Linked DNA regions of Capsicum annuum: region 1 is linked to region 2. Evidence: chromatin contacts called from public Hi-C data. All regions are on one chromosome and are shown on one strand. Each heading gives the region's core, a stretch centred on a gene start, on an enhancer-like site or on the middle of the called end of the contact. The rest is flanking DNA. Distances are from core to core; before and after follow the strand shown. Region 1 overlaps LOC107849196 (cellulose synthase-like protein G2). Region 2 holds the start of LOC107849196 (cellulose synthase-like protein G2).

Region 1 (6,875 bases), core at 3,962-6,461, 34 kb before region 2:
CTCGGATACATGTATCTATGCATATCAGTTTATACATTCATGCACAAATACTATAAACTCATATTTGCATCCAGTGCTATCACTTTTTCCATCATTTCCTCATGGATTCATCCCTATTTCCTCTTTTCCTCATAAATATGTCCCTCTCTTTTCCAACATTGCTAGTAATGATCATTTATTTTTATAGTGATGGAAAATAAAAATGCCGTTCGGGCACGTGATGAGGAGGGGCACGAATGCCCCGGTTCGTAGGTGTGAAAGGCTTGCATTGGATGGCTTCAGGTGGGGTAGAGGTAGACCGAAGAAATACTTGGAGACAAGTAATTAGGCGAGACATGGAGCAGTTACAACTCACTGAGGACATGACCCTAGATAGAAAGATCTGGAAGACGCGAAGTAGGATAGAAGGTTAGTGTCAGTTTGGGTCGTTGGGGTAGGGCTTTACTTGGTGGGTGTATTATTCTTGTTATGCCACCTTGTTGCATGTTTTATTACGAATTTATTTACTATTATTTGTTTATTTATTATTCATTGTGGGTGGCATATTTATGTCTTCTCATCTTGTTCCATGCTTTATTACGGATTTGGTTATTATCTCGTGTCTTGAGCCGGGGGTCTATCGGAAACAGCCTTACTACTAATTCGGAGGTAGTGTATGGACATAGTACATCTTACCCTCCCCAGACCCCATTATGTGGGAATACACTAGATTTGTTGCTGTTGTTGAAAATAAAAATGCCAGCGAGAAGTCAACAGTGGTCATGATAGCACCGGCGACAAATGTAGTTGTTCAATTTTGCTTAAGGAGTAGTGTAAAATAACCAAAAATAGACATACGATGGCAACTATTATCGTGAAGATTGCGAATGTTGGAAAGTTAAAAAAAAAATAAAAGAGTAAAATTGAGCCAAATATGGAGAGTGATAGAGAACGAGCTAAAGAAAGGGGAGGAACGAAAATTTTAGTTATAAGAAGGGGAGCGTATGTGAAATTAAATCTGATAGCAGGGACGGCTTAACGATATCTATGACGTAAAGAGAAACTTCAACATCTATGACGTAAAGAGAAACTTCAACAAGAGGCCTTAAGTTTTTTTGAGGAAAAAAATTATTTAGAATTTTTTAATAAATTATTTATTTTTATCTCTTTTAAATACAAAATGATTAACACTTGTCTTCTTCTAATAATTTTTTCCGACTGATTATATAGCTAATTCATTTAATTTTTCTTAAGAAATTATTGGCCTTGGATAAAATTTTATCAATTTCACTTTTAGAAAACTTTATATGCAATTTCTCTTAATTAGCACTTGCATTCAAAAAATAAGTCTACTTTATAGTTAACATACATACATACATACATATATATATATTCTAAAATATATCTGAAAAGACAAAATATAGTATGAAGCAAAAAAAAATATAAAATAATGAATTTTAAATGCGCAATAATAAAATGTAGAAGGATAAAATATAAAACAATCTAACCTCAATAATATTCTCACTTTAGTATTCTTGATGCAACGTTATAATTAAAAAAAAAAAAAAAAAAAACTTGGCAATTGAATTTTCCCGAACAAAGAATTGGAGAATTGAGAAAAACCTTAGTGAAATATAAAGATATATAAAAGTAAAAAATTGAAGTACAAGAAGAAAGACAAAAATAAGGGTGTGTTTGGTTCGAAGGAAAAGGTTTTCCATGAAAAATGTTTTCTTGAAAAATAAGTTGATTTCTTACTTGTTTTTTTATGTTTGGTTGGTTGATGGAAAATATTTTTCAAAAAATATTTTGTAGTGTTTGGTTAGTGAATGAAAAAATATTTTTCAAAAAAATACATTTTATTGTATAGCTAAAGCGTAAAAATACATTTTAGAAAAATAATTTTTGATCTCAAAATATATTTTTTTAGGGTGTGTTCGATATGAAGGAGTAAAAAATATTTTCTAGAAAAATAAGTTGTTTCTTACTTATATTCGTGTGTTCGTTATTTAAAATGGATAAATATATATTTTTAAAAAGTATTTGTATATTTAACAAAAATAATGAAAACAAATATGATAGAAAGGGTAAGATAGGGAAAAACTTTTGAATTATTTTTAAAAAATAAATTAAAAATATTAAAAAAAAATTGAAGAGGGGGTCGGGGTTGTCAAAATAGATAGTAAGGGTGGGTAATGATTTTTTAAAAAATAATTTTTTTTGTGTGGGGGGAGGGGGGAGGGGGGTTGTATGGGGTGGGGGTGAGGGTAGTGGAGTAAGAATGGGGTAAGAAAACAAATTTAAAATATTTTTTTTGAATGGGAGAGGTAGGGGTACGGGTCGGGGTAGGAGAATGAGGGGGGTAAGAAAAAAATTAAATTTTTTTAAAAAATAAATTTAAAAAAATTAATTTTTTTTAACGGGGGCGGCGGGGGAAAGAGATTGGTAGGGTGGTCGGATAGGGGAGGTACGAAAAAAGTTTGATTTTTTTAAAAAAAATAATTTTTGGGGGGAAAGGGGAAGGGAGTAGGATTTTGGGTTTTGGGTAAGGGTGAGGCAAGAAAAAAATTTTAAATATTTTTTTTAATAGGGGTGGTAGGAGCGGGGCAAGGGTGAGGGTAGGGGATTGAGGGTCGAAGTAGGGATGAAAAAATTCAAAGAATATTATATATGTTGAAAAATCTAACAGAAACTTGCATCTCAGACATCAGATGAGTCAACAAATCAAGATATTATTTTTACTTCCTCAATTTTGAACAATAATCATTCACAGAAACTTACATCTCAAACATCAGATGAGGCAACAAATAAAGATATTATTTTTACTTCCTCAATTTTGAACAATAATCATTCTCCCCCTTTTATTCTATTTATCTTTTTAAAATATCTACTTTATCCTTACTCTGTTAATATTTATTTTTCTTTACTTATTTAAATTAATGATTACTTCTAATCTATCTAGTAAATTTTATTTAGAAAAAAATATATTATTTTTTAGACGAAAAAAAGAAAGTGAGAAACATTAATTTAGCATATAAGCTAATAACATTCTAAATAAAATAAATGAGCATAATAACAAAAACAACAACATATGCAATATATTTCTACACAGTGAAATTTGGGGAGAATAGAGTGTATGTAGTAGGTATCACTATCTCCGATGTGAGATAGAAAGACTACTTTCGATAGACTCTCGGCTCAAGACAAAGAGGACAGAAGATAATAAGGATTAACACAACATATAGTAACAGATCAATACTACCACACAAAGATAATATTATAAGTGATCTACCCGAAACAACATATATTAATAAGAATCAAAGAATAGAAAACTATAAGTATAGCACTACAACTAATAATAAATACAACACTACCTACAAGCATGAACTTACTCCAACCTCCTAATCTACTATATTAATTCGCGTTTGCCATGCCTTCCTAACAATCAAATGACATATAATAATAATTTAATAAATATATTCTAATGTATGCAATATAAAAATAATTAATAAAAATAAAGATATAGTTTAAAACATATTAATTCCTAAAGTTTACTTACATTATTAATAATTTTAAATTATAATTTAGAATATCTCATTAATGACAATTAAAAATTATTTATCTATATAAATAATAAAAAATAAGGAGAAAATGAAACTTAAATATTCACACATATATCTATATAAGTACTTAATGCATGTAATAAATAGCATTCATAGAAAATACCTTAACTTTTATGATAAATTTATAAAATAATTATTCTACTTATAACATTAACGAATTTAAATAAAATAAATAAATAATTGGGTAAAATAAATAAATAATATATAATATTATTATAAAATATGTTATATAAATGGAGATTACAAATTTTCAGGGTAATATAGACAATGTATAGAATAAGGGGGGAGAATGTCTATTGTTTATAATTGAAGGGGGAGTTTGATTTTAAAAATAAAGTTGAGGGGTGTAAATAATTTTTACCTTTTAGGCACACGCTTAATAAATTACTCACTATTAGAAAAATAAATTATTCACTGTTAGAAAATTAAAAATAATTTTACCAAGTTACTCTTAATTAAATTTATCTCTTTTCAAATTGATATTGATTACTATATTTAAACTTGAAAGTATATTAGAAAGATTATTGATCAAAATATGCTTGAAGTCATAAACATACACTTATTTTGAAACAATATCACAATCCAAAAAGAACACTTATAAAAATATGAAAAAAAAAAAGTAACAAATAAAATTCAACTTACTTTCTCCATTTATTTTTATTAGTAATGACTTGATATATTTTTTAAGAAATACTAAATAGAATAATAATTTTATTATATCACATTTTAAATATAACAAGCTAAAAACTTTAGTAATACATTAAAAAATAACTATACTTAATAATAAAATAAATTAAAAATTATCTAATAAACTATTTCTTAATCTTTTTAAACTATAAGTAAAAATAAGCATTTGTTTTTAGTATATTTTTAGTACGCTAGACATCTAAAATGACGGATAGAGTATCACAATGTTAAAATAATGGGTTTTGTTTCTTACCAAAGCATTAAGTGCCCCAGCCTTGAAGTGATGAGGTGAGGTGGTGCTTTTCTCCCGGGACACGTAAATGAGATTTGGAATTGAGAAACCTTTGACGTCTTTATCTTTGTCTCTTTCCAATAATACCTGCTTAAAGAGGAGTAAATATTAAAAACTGGTTTTGTTTCCCCTGATCATCCTGTCCCTCCTTGTTAAGGACTAGGTCCACCTTGCTGCAAATTCATTTGATAGCAAGGTCTACAACATTGTTAAGGGTAAATGAAGATAAAATGTTAATTACTAATTAGCATGTGTAAATATTTACGATAAATCAAATAATTTAATCTTAGTAATTTTCATTTGGCTGTGAATTTTTATTTTACTATTTCAATTCAACTAAAATATTATTTTTAAATTATATTTATTTTACAAGTTGATTAATTATTTCAGCTTCAACTTAATTAATTTTTTTAAAAAAAATTAAAATATAAAAAGTAGTTTGAAAAATTATTTCAACGGAAATAATGATGTTCTGCGCACAAAATTTCTGAACATTTTAAAAATAAAATTCAACCAAATATGATAATGATTAGTTTTCTAAGCCCAAAATGCACGTTGTCTCTGTGGTTGAGTGCCATATCATTCACTCGAGAAAAAAAAAAGGCTTAATGTATGTGCATCAGCAACAGTATATAGTGCTGCATAACCTGACAGAACTTATGTAAATTGATGGACTAACAATAGTGTTAAGAAAGTAGCGTGGATGTCTCCCCTATTTTCAACATTTTCTTCATTTCAAAATGAAGACTTTCTCATGCATGGACCTCTTATTTTTATTGGTTACAAGAGTTGGAAAAATTATATAAGAGGCATGTATTTATTTTTATTTTGTATACAGAATAATAGATAATAAAACTCTCGTGCTAAAATATCTTACTGTTAAAGATGCACTTATTTTGTGGAATAACCTAAAAGAAATAAATGATCACCTAAAAATGGTCATACATTCAAAAGCACGATATGATTGGATGTATTTGAGATTTCAAAACTATAAGTCTGTTCATGAGTATAATTCTATCATGTTCAAAATTTTTTCTCAGTTGAAATTATGTGGAGACACTTAATGATGTTGATATGATGGAAAAAATACTCTCCACCTTTTATGCCTCTAATGTGTTCTTACAACAACAATATCGAGAGAAAGGTTTTAAGAAATATTCTGAACTAAGTTTCCACCTTCTTGTGGCTGAACAAAATAATGATTTGTTAATGAAAAATCACGAGCTTCGGCCTACTGAATTTACACCATTTTCTGAAGTGAATGAAGTGTACGTCCACCATGTTAGGCGTGAAAAGGATCACAGATCTGATCGTGAACGTGACTATGATCATGAAAGAAATCATGTTTCTGGTGTTAGTCACTCATCAAATAAATGGTTCCATCGAAAATAATAAGGAAAGAATGAGAAATGTGAAGCAGGTAAAGCATGTTGTTGTTTTTGATGTGGTGCCAAAGGATACTATGCGCGTGACTATCGTACTCCCAAACACTTGGTTGAGTTTTATCAAGTATCACTAAAGAAAAAAGAGAAAAATTCTAAAGCTAATTTTATCTATGAAAATCACGTGGACATTGCTCACTTAGATGTAGTAGATTTCTTCGAGCATCATGAGGAAAAGATAGATCACCTGATTGGTGATGGTTCTGTGGCTATGAAAGAGTGAATTTTTAATATTTGTTAGTAATAGTGTTGTAATAAATAATGTTAAAGTAGTTGTTCTATTTTATTAGTATTTTTATTTTAGACATATTATCGTAAGGTTTGTAGTAATTATTTTTTGATCTGATCTTACACATTTTAATATTGCAATCTATTATATGCTTACAAAAAAAAAATTACTCATTAAATTATAGTCTTAATTCTTGCATCTTTTTTGGATATCATAAAATATAGTTCACTGGGTTATGTTTATAGAGAAACATTTAATCAAATTACTTATAAGTTTTCTTTAACACGGACGAACTATTATTGTTTTCTCAACAAGTATGTGAAAAAGGAATCTTAGTACTTGTGACTTTTGATTAATGTTTACCATGAAAGTAAACATCACTCATTTAATTGCTCAAATTTATTATACTACTTAGTGTTGACTTTAAAGTTTGTCCATCATTAATATTTAATTTTGTGTATGTCATTTTATTTGAAGATATGAATAATTTTTAAAGCAAGTTATGTAATTATGAAGGTATTTGCTTAATTGATTCTGGTACAACACACACAATATTTAAAAATGAGAAATATTTTTTTCATTTAAATATAAACAAAATAAATGATACTACGATTTTTGGTAGT
Region 2 (6,918 bases), core at 2,921-5,420:
ACCTAGACCGTCAAACTCTTATAAAATGCTTATAGAGCTAAGACGAACAGTATACATGACCCCACCTTTCACTCACTATCCATGACTGCTTCTATCAGCTCCAATACAAGGAAGTCTCTGACAATTAAAGAAGTTCTATCCAAAGAGCATTGGGTTTTAACAATGTATGAAGAACTTCATGCTCTCCGCTCTAATGAAACTTGGTTGCTTGTTCCACGTAGACCCCATATAAATATAGTTGCCTCTCGATGGGTTTATAAAACCAAATTAAAGGCAGATGGTTTGGTGGAAAGGTTCAAGGCTCGACGCTAAAGGTTACAATCAAATTAAGAGAGTTGATTTCGATGATACCTTCAGTCCTGTGGTAAGAACGACCACCATCCGTATTGTTCTTGCTGTTGCTACGACATTACATTGTCCAATTAAACAACTCAATGTGAAGAGTGAATTTTTACATGGTGATCTCATAGAAACAGTATTCACGGAACAACTTTCGGACTTCATTGATCCTATTTTTCTGTCTTATATGTGTGGGTTGAAGAAGGCTTTTATGGGTTAAAACAGGCTCCCAAAGCATGCTTTCACAAATTTAGTAAACATCTTCTACACTTGGGATTCAATTACAGCAAGTATGACTCCTCTCTCTTCATTTGGCAATCTTCTACAGACACCATTTTGCTCCTTCTCTATGTTGATGACATAGTACTTACGGGAAGTTGCATCTCTCTTCAAAAAGTTTTGGTATGTAATATAAATTCTAAGTTTGCTATGAAAGATAAAAGGGGATATCCACTATTTCCATGGAATTGACGTCATACGCTGTCCGAATGGTTTATTCCTTAGCCAACACAAGTACGCATTGGCTACATTAGAACGCACAAAGATGACTTGTGCCTGTGCTGTTCATACTCCTCTTGCTACAAAATATGAGCTTCATGATCCCACAGGTCCCACTTCAATATCTCTGAGTTTCGAAGTATAGTTGGTGCCTTGCAATACTTTAACTCTCACTCGTCCAGAACTCGACCATGCAGTTAATCTCCTCTGCCAGTTTATGCAACATCCTACTGCAACTCATTGGACTGGAGTCAAGCGAGTACTTCGCTACTTAGCAGGAACTATGCAACTTGGCCTTCACATCACTACAAAATCCTCTCTCAAACTTGTTGGTTTTTCCGATGCAAATTGGGGTGGTTGTCCTATCATGAGAAGATCAACAAAAGGGTTGTGTGTGTTTCTAGGTTCCAATTGCGTCTCATGGACTTCTAAGAAACAAACAACTGTGGCAAAATCAAGCGCTGAAGCAGAGTATAGATCATTGGCCTCCTTGGTGTGGAGCTAACATGGATCACATACATACTCAGACATTGACATTTTCTTACTCGGTCCTCCTCTTCTTTATACTCATAATATTTCTGCAATGCACTTGACCAAGAATTTCATTCTCCATGCTCGTACAAAACACATTGAGCTTGATTACCACTTCGTGAGGAAAAAGACCATCCAAGGTCCCATGGCCACAATACATGAATATTCAAACTAATACTCCATCCGTTTAAAAAAGAATGACCTACTTTTCTTTTTAGTTCGTTTAAAAAGAATGATTCCTTTTCTTTTTTGATAATACTTTAATTCCAACTTTCCACATGACATGTTTAGGATCACAAGATTAAAAGATATTTTCATACATTTGACACAACTTTAATTTAAGGTCACAAGATTCAAGTCTTCTTTATTTTCTTAAACTTTGTGTCAAGTTAAAGTAGATAATTCTTTTTAAAACGTAGGGAGTACATGAATATCATGTGTTTAAATTTAAAGTTCATGTCATTTAAGCTTCCGGAAGAAATTTATGTCCTTATAGAACTGTATAGAACCGAAAGTTTTAGCAACCCCATAAAATTCGCCACTTGCAAGAATAATGATTACTTTCCTATATAAATAACATAAATACCAACACTTTTGGAACTAATTACACTCTCTCTCACTTTTTTAATTACTTTATTCTCTCTCTATTAATATACATAACATAGCTGACATATATATAGCATTCTGTATATATGTTGGGATTTTTGTAATATGTTTAGGGAGTTGAGTTTTTTTATAATATTGAAAACATAAGTTGTGTATTTGTATAATTTTTAGTACTTTCTTATATCGGTTCAAAAAAATTACCCATCTCGCGCGCAACAACTTCCCCCACTTCAAACTAGTACACCCACCTCACAATTCAACGTCATATACTCACAATAAGCACTTTTGAATAAATATTTATGTTGTAAATTACATGAATCTTGCCAGATTCATGAGCTTAAAGAATGACAATTTTGAAAATTAGAAAGAGACTGATTTAATGAAAATCGATACTATCAAAACTAATTGCAACAGTTAATGTCCAGTGAAAATCCCTTGAAATAATCTCTCCAATATAATGGCAATGTTGCGTTGAAGATTTAAAATCAAAATCTGAATCTGCTTCTTCACAATCCACTCAGTTGTTTCTCACTGCCCCAAATAAAATTTAAATATTATTTTTAGATTGTTGGAGAATATGTTCCATGAAAATAAATTATACGAAGAAGAACACAAGATGAAGGCTTAACAATATGCACAACTAACACAAATTTGAAGTTTGACACGTGCAAAATTCTTTTCTAAAACCAATCTTTGTTCTCTCTTCCACGTGAGACTGCTATAAGATCATTAGCAAATAGTTTTAATGGATATAACAAATCTATTGATTCTACACTAACTAAATAGCGAAGAAATTCTTCTGAAAAGTAAAAACTATGAATTTTCACTAAGAAAATAGAGAAAAAATTCTTCTGAAAAGCAATAACTATGAACTTGATTTTTTGAAGAAGAAAGATTTCGTTTGAAAAAAGTTGTAAACACAGCTTATCTGTAAAGTTATCTCAAAGTTTATAAGAGGTTGGAATAATATAACTAAAGTATTATATTATTCATAAAAGAAATTACTCCACCTAATCATTGTTAATTGATTTGGATTATTATATTATTTTTAACATGAAAACCCAGAAAATCTCTAGCCGCTATTTTTTTGAGTCTCTATCAGAAAAATTCGCTCCTATTGCAATAACTCCATAAATAACGTTGGAGATGTGAATTGCACTACCAAACCTGAAGCAAGAACTCGACTAAAAAAGCTTTGGCAGAAAGAATCAACACTATCTACCTTATGTTGTACAATGTACACGCTTTATCGATTAGATATATGCATGTTCAAGAGCAGCCAACCCAAGGACATACGAGTCCTTTAGTAATTAAAAATTCCAGTATGGACTAGAGCAAATCATTAAGCACATACAGTAAGATTAAATTAATAATTAATCAGAGCGCTTTTAATTACCTGAATAATCTGAAATTGAGAAGTTATAGTATGATTTTTCCGAAAGTACTCTTCTGGACACCTCTGCTCGATCTTATTTTCCCTACAGTAAGGTATCCAACTCCTTGCAAATTTAGCTGCTTCCATAAGAGCAAATAGAATGAGCTTTGATCCTCCATCATCTGATATATAAACAGAAAGTTTCTCCATGGGATAATCATAAGCCAAAACAGATAAAGTTGTGTTAACTGTAGTTAATGGTGGCTCCTTGTATGGATCCGCTGTGCATATAAATATGTCAATTGCTGGAAAATCCTTCTTGTCAACCAATATCTCGAGATTTTTGGGGAACTGTTGACGAGAAATTGGATTCATGAAGAATGATTGTGATGTGAACCACAATAATGCTAGAATAAAATCAGATATAAACATGACAATTGATAGGGGAGCTCTGGTTAATGTGAGCACATGGTAGTAGAACAAGACTATAATAGCAAATGCATATATAACTGCAAATGCACGGTTGAAAAATTTGCGTCCGTGCATTATCTTCAAAGAGTGAAGAGATGATTCTTCCATTTTGTTTGGAGAAAATATACAACTTCACTCTATAATTAGAAGAAAAACATAAGAAATTAGAAAAACAGCATCCCCTAATCCGGGCAGGCTAATTGTACTCGCAGTCCACAAAGCTAGCAGACAACCATTTATAAGGGAGGGCTTAAGCAGCGTGTTTAACTTCTACACTTCTGTCCATCGTCAGTGCATAAAAAATTCTACACTATCACCTAACTTGATCTGCTATTGCAGGTTATTCAATTATTTATATAAGAATTAAAAAAAAAAAAAAATTAGATAACCTACAATAGCAAGTCAAGTTCATCTGATAATGTAAAATATTTTACAATAACAAATCAAGTTCATATGATAATGTAGAATATTTTCTAAGCTGATGATGCACAAAACTAAAATTCTCAATCAAAGAGTGTTTAATGGCAATTTTCTGGCGACACCATTTCAAGTATAGATTAGCAATTTTCTGCCGACACCATTTCAAGTATAGATTATCTGGTGACTTTTATAGCAATTTTTAAATTTAAAATGACATTATGACAACTAATCTAGAAAAAGATATGTGTGAATTAGGGGTGGGCATGGTAGGGTATATATCGAATATCATTTCGAAATTAAAATTTTTTATATCGTGATATGGATGTTATGATATTTGATATGGTATTTGGTAAGAGTTTTAAATTATTTTGATATTTAATACAGTATTTGATATTTATGCAATAAATATCGAAATACCTATACCACATCGAAGTTTTTTAATAATATATAAAACTCATATATATTATATTTAAGATTATTAAATATATTTATAAATCATCCATTAGCCAATTGAACATAAAAATAATTTTTATTTAGAATAATTTTTTTAAGAAACTTATTATTTAGGAGTACTATGCTTAAATTTAGGTAATGTTGTTCAAAATTTACATCTTGAACTACTCAATCGTGATTGAAATGTTCTTTTTGTGTAACTAATTAACAAAGGTAGTTGTTAGTTTTATATAATTGAGACGTTTTTAAAGTTTAATGTTATAATTTTTTACTATGAATATATGTAAGTCAAAATCAAATAAAGTATGATTACCAAATTACCATACAGTAAAATACCGAAATTGAATTTAAAAATATTGAACCATACCGAACTAATTTGGTATGGTAATAATATTATTCTTTTAGATACCAAAAATCGAAGTTACCATATCGAATTTTAAATTACCTTACCGTATCATACCATGCCCACCCCTAGTGTGAACCGTAAGAGATCAGCCTTATTTTGAAAAGGATTTATTGGTGGTTCATACGGGATATGGTATTTATATAAAATTGGAGTTTCGACTGATTTTGATTTACATTGTCCAAGACCTTTAAACCCACAATAGAGTATTCTTCTGAACATTATATTTTTCATATCTAAAGCTCAAACTCGATCTAGTTAAGAAGGAAAGGACATCATCATACTTCAACCTTTAAAAAAAAAAAAAAGGGCAACATAATGTATTAAAGATATCGCTATGCGCGGTGTTCAGAGAAAGTCCCCATTACAAGAGTGTATTGTACGCAGCCTTATATAAAAAATTATTTTCAAGACTTAAACTCGTGACTTTCTGATCACATAATAACAATTTTACCAATTACTCCAAGGGTGACTTCATCCTACTACAACCTTTGTTTAATTAAAAATAGAATCGTGTGGACATAACCGTGTTTTTGCTTGATGAAAGTTTATTCCTTTTGGTTTTAATTAGGTGTAGAATTTAAGAATCTTTTAATCTTTAATTTGTTGATTTTAATTTATCATGCCATTAGTACTACTATACAGAAGAGTGAGTAGCAGCTCTTGCAACAGACAGCTGATAATGACATGTCTGCTTTCAACTGCTTACTTATTTCATGATTTTATTACATTATTTTTAATTAATTATTATATGAGAAATTTAATTTTTAAAAAGTAAAATAGATATTTATGACATGTCCGCTTTAGCTGCTTTAATTGTAATTTTTCTATATCGATCCTAAATAATTATAATAGGTGATCTAGGTATTATAAAATTAATAATATTTAATAAAAAAGTAAAACAAACATAAAGTGATAAATTAACCTTTGATGTTTTAAATTAATTTGACATCTTATAAGAAAATTTTACAAGTATTTTTTATAGCAATTTTGCTAGATCACTTCTAATTAGTTATTATGAGTCATTCAAGACGTGTCAGTTTCGCTACTTCAATCGTGTTACTATATGTAAGTGTGAGTAGCAGTTGCTGGAAGCAGACAGCTGATGGTTGTCATGCTTGCTTTCAGCTGTTTGTTTGCTTCATAATTTTACTATATCACCCCTAGTTAATAATTATATGACATTTATGTATTAGAAAATTAATAAAATTTATTTTTTTTAAAAAAATAAAATAGATATTTATGACATGCTTGCTTCAACTGCTTCAACCGTAATTTTACTGTATCACCCCTAAGTAATTATTATAAGTCATCTAAATATTAAAAAATTAATAGTATTTAATAAAAAATAGAATAAACATAAAAATGATAAATTAACTCTTGACGTTTTAAATTAATTTGATATCTTATATGAGACCCATTTAAAAAAAATTCACAATTATTTTTTATAACAATTTTACTATATCACTTCAGATTAATTATATGAATCCTTCAAGATATGTCGATTTCGCTACTTCAATCGTGATATTTGATTGACTCTCAAAATTATATCAGTGTCTCTTAAATTGAAATAGAAAAAAATATTATAAATCACAATAATTTAAAAATTAAATCACTTTTAAAATATAAATTGACTATCAATATCACAAAAGTTTGAACAAGAAGAGTATTACAAATTACAATAGCAAACAATTTAAAATAGTAAATTGTAATATCAAAAAAATATTATAAATTACAATAGCTAACAACATAAAAATAAGAAAAAATGACAAAAATAACACCTAAAACTAAAATAATACCACAAAAATAACACACATAATTA

Evidence for each region. A called contact is a pair of places that touch in the nucleus more often than the background predicts.
Region 1: a Hi-C map of placenta shows a contact between it and region 2, with 1.7 times the contacts expected there. The contact joins the enhancer-like site here to the promoter of LOC107849196 in region 2. A contact is called at or near these places in 2 of 5 Hi-C or Micro-C datasets (bud and placenta).

Annotation. Positions count from the first base shown.
Region 1 is chr1:241,750,732-241,757,606 of UCD10Xv1.1, reverse strand. LOC107849196 (cellulose synthase-like protein G2) reads right to left here. Exons shown (of 5, transcript XM_047400831.1): 2 at 4,543-4,668. Among protein-coding and RNA genes, the nearest start is that of LOC107849196, 36 kb to the right of the region's middle. Within about 2 kb of position 5,211, at least 1 of the 5 cell types and tissues checked has an H3K27ac peak or open chromatin away from gene starts, as enhancers often do.
Region 2 is chr1:241,715,522-241,722,439 of UCD10Xv1.1, reverse strand. It overlaps LOC107849196 (cellulose synthase-like protein G2), which reads right to left and starts at 4,170. Exons shown (of 5, transcript XM_047400831.1): 1 at 3,371-4,170. The coding sequence starts at 3,928.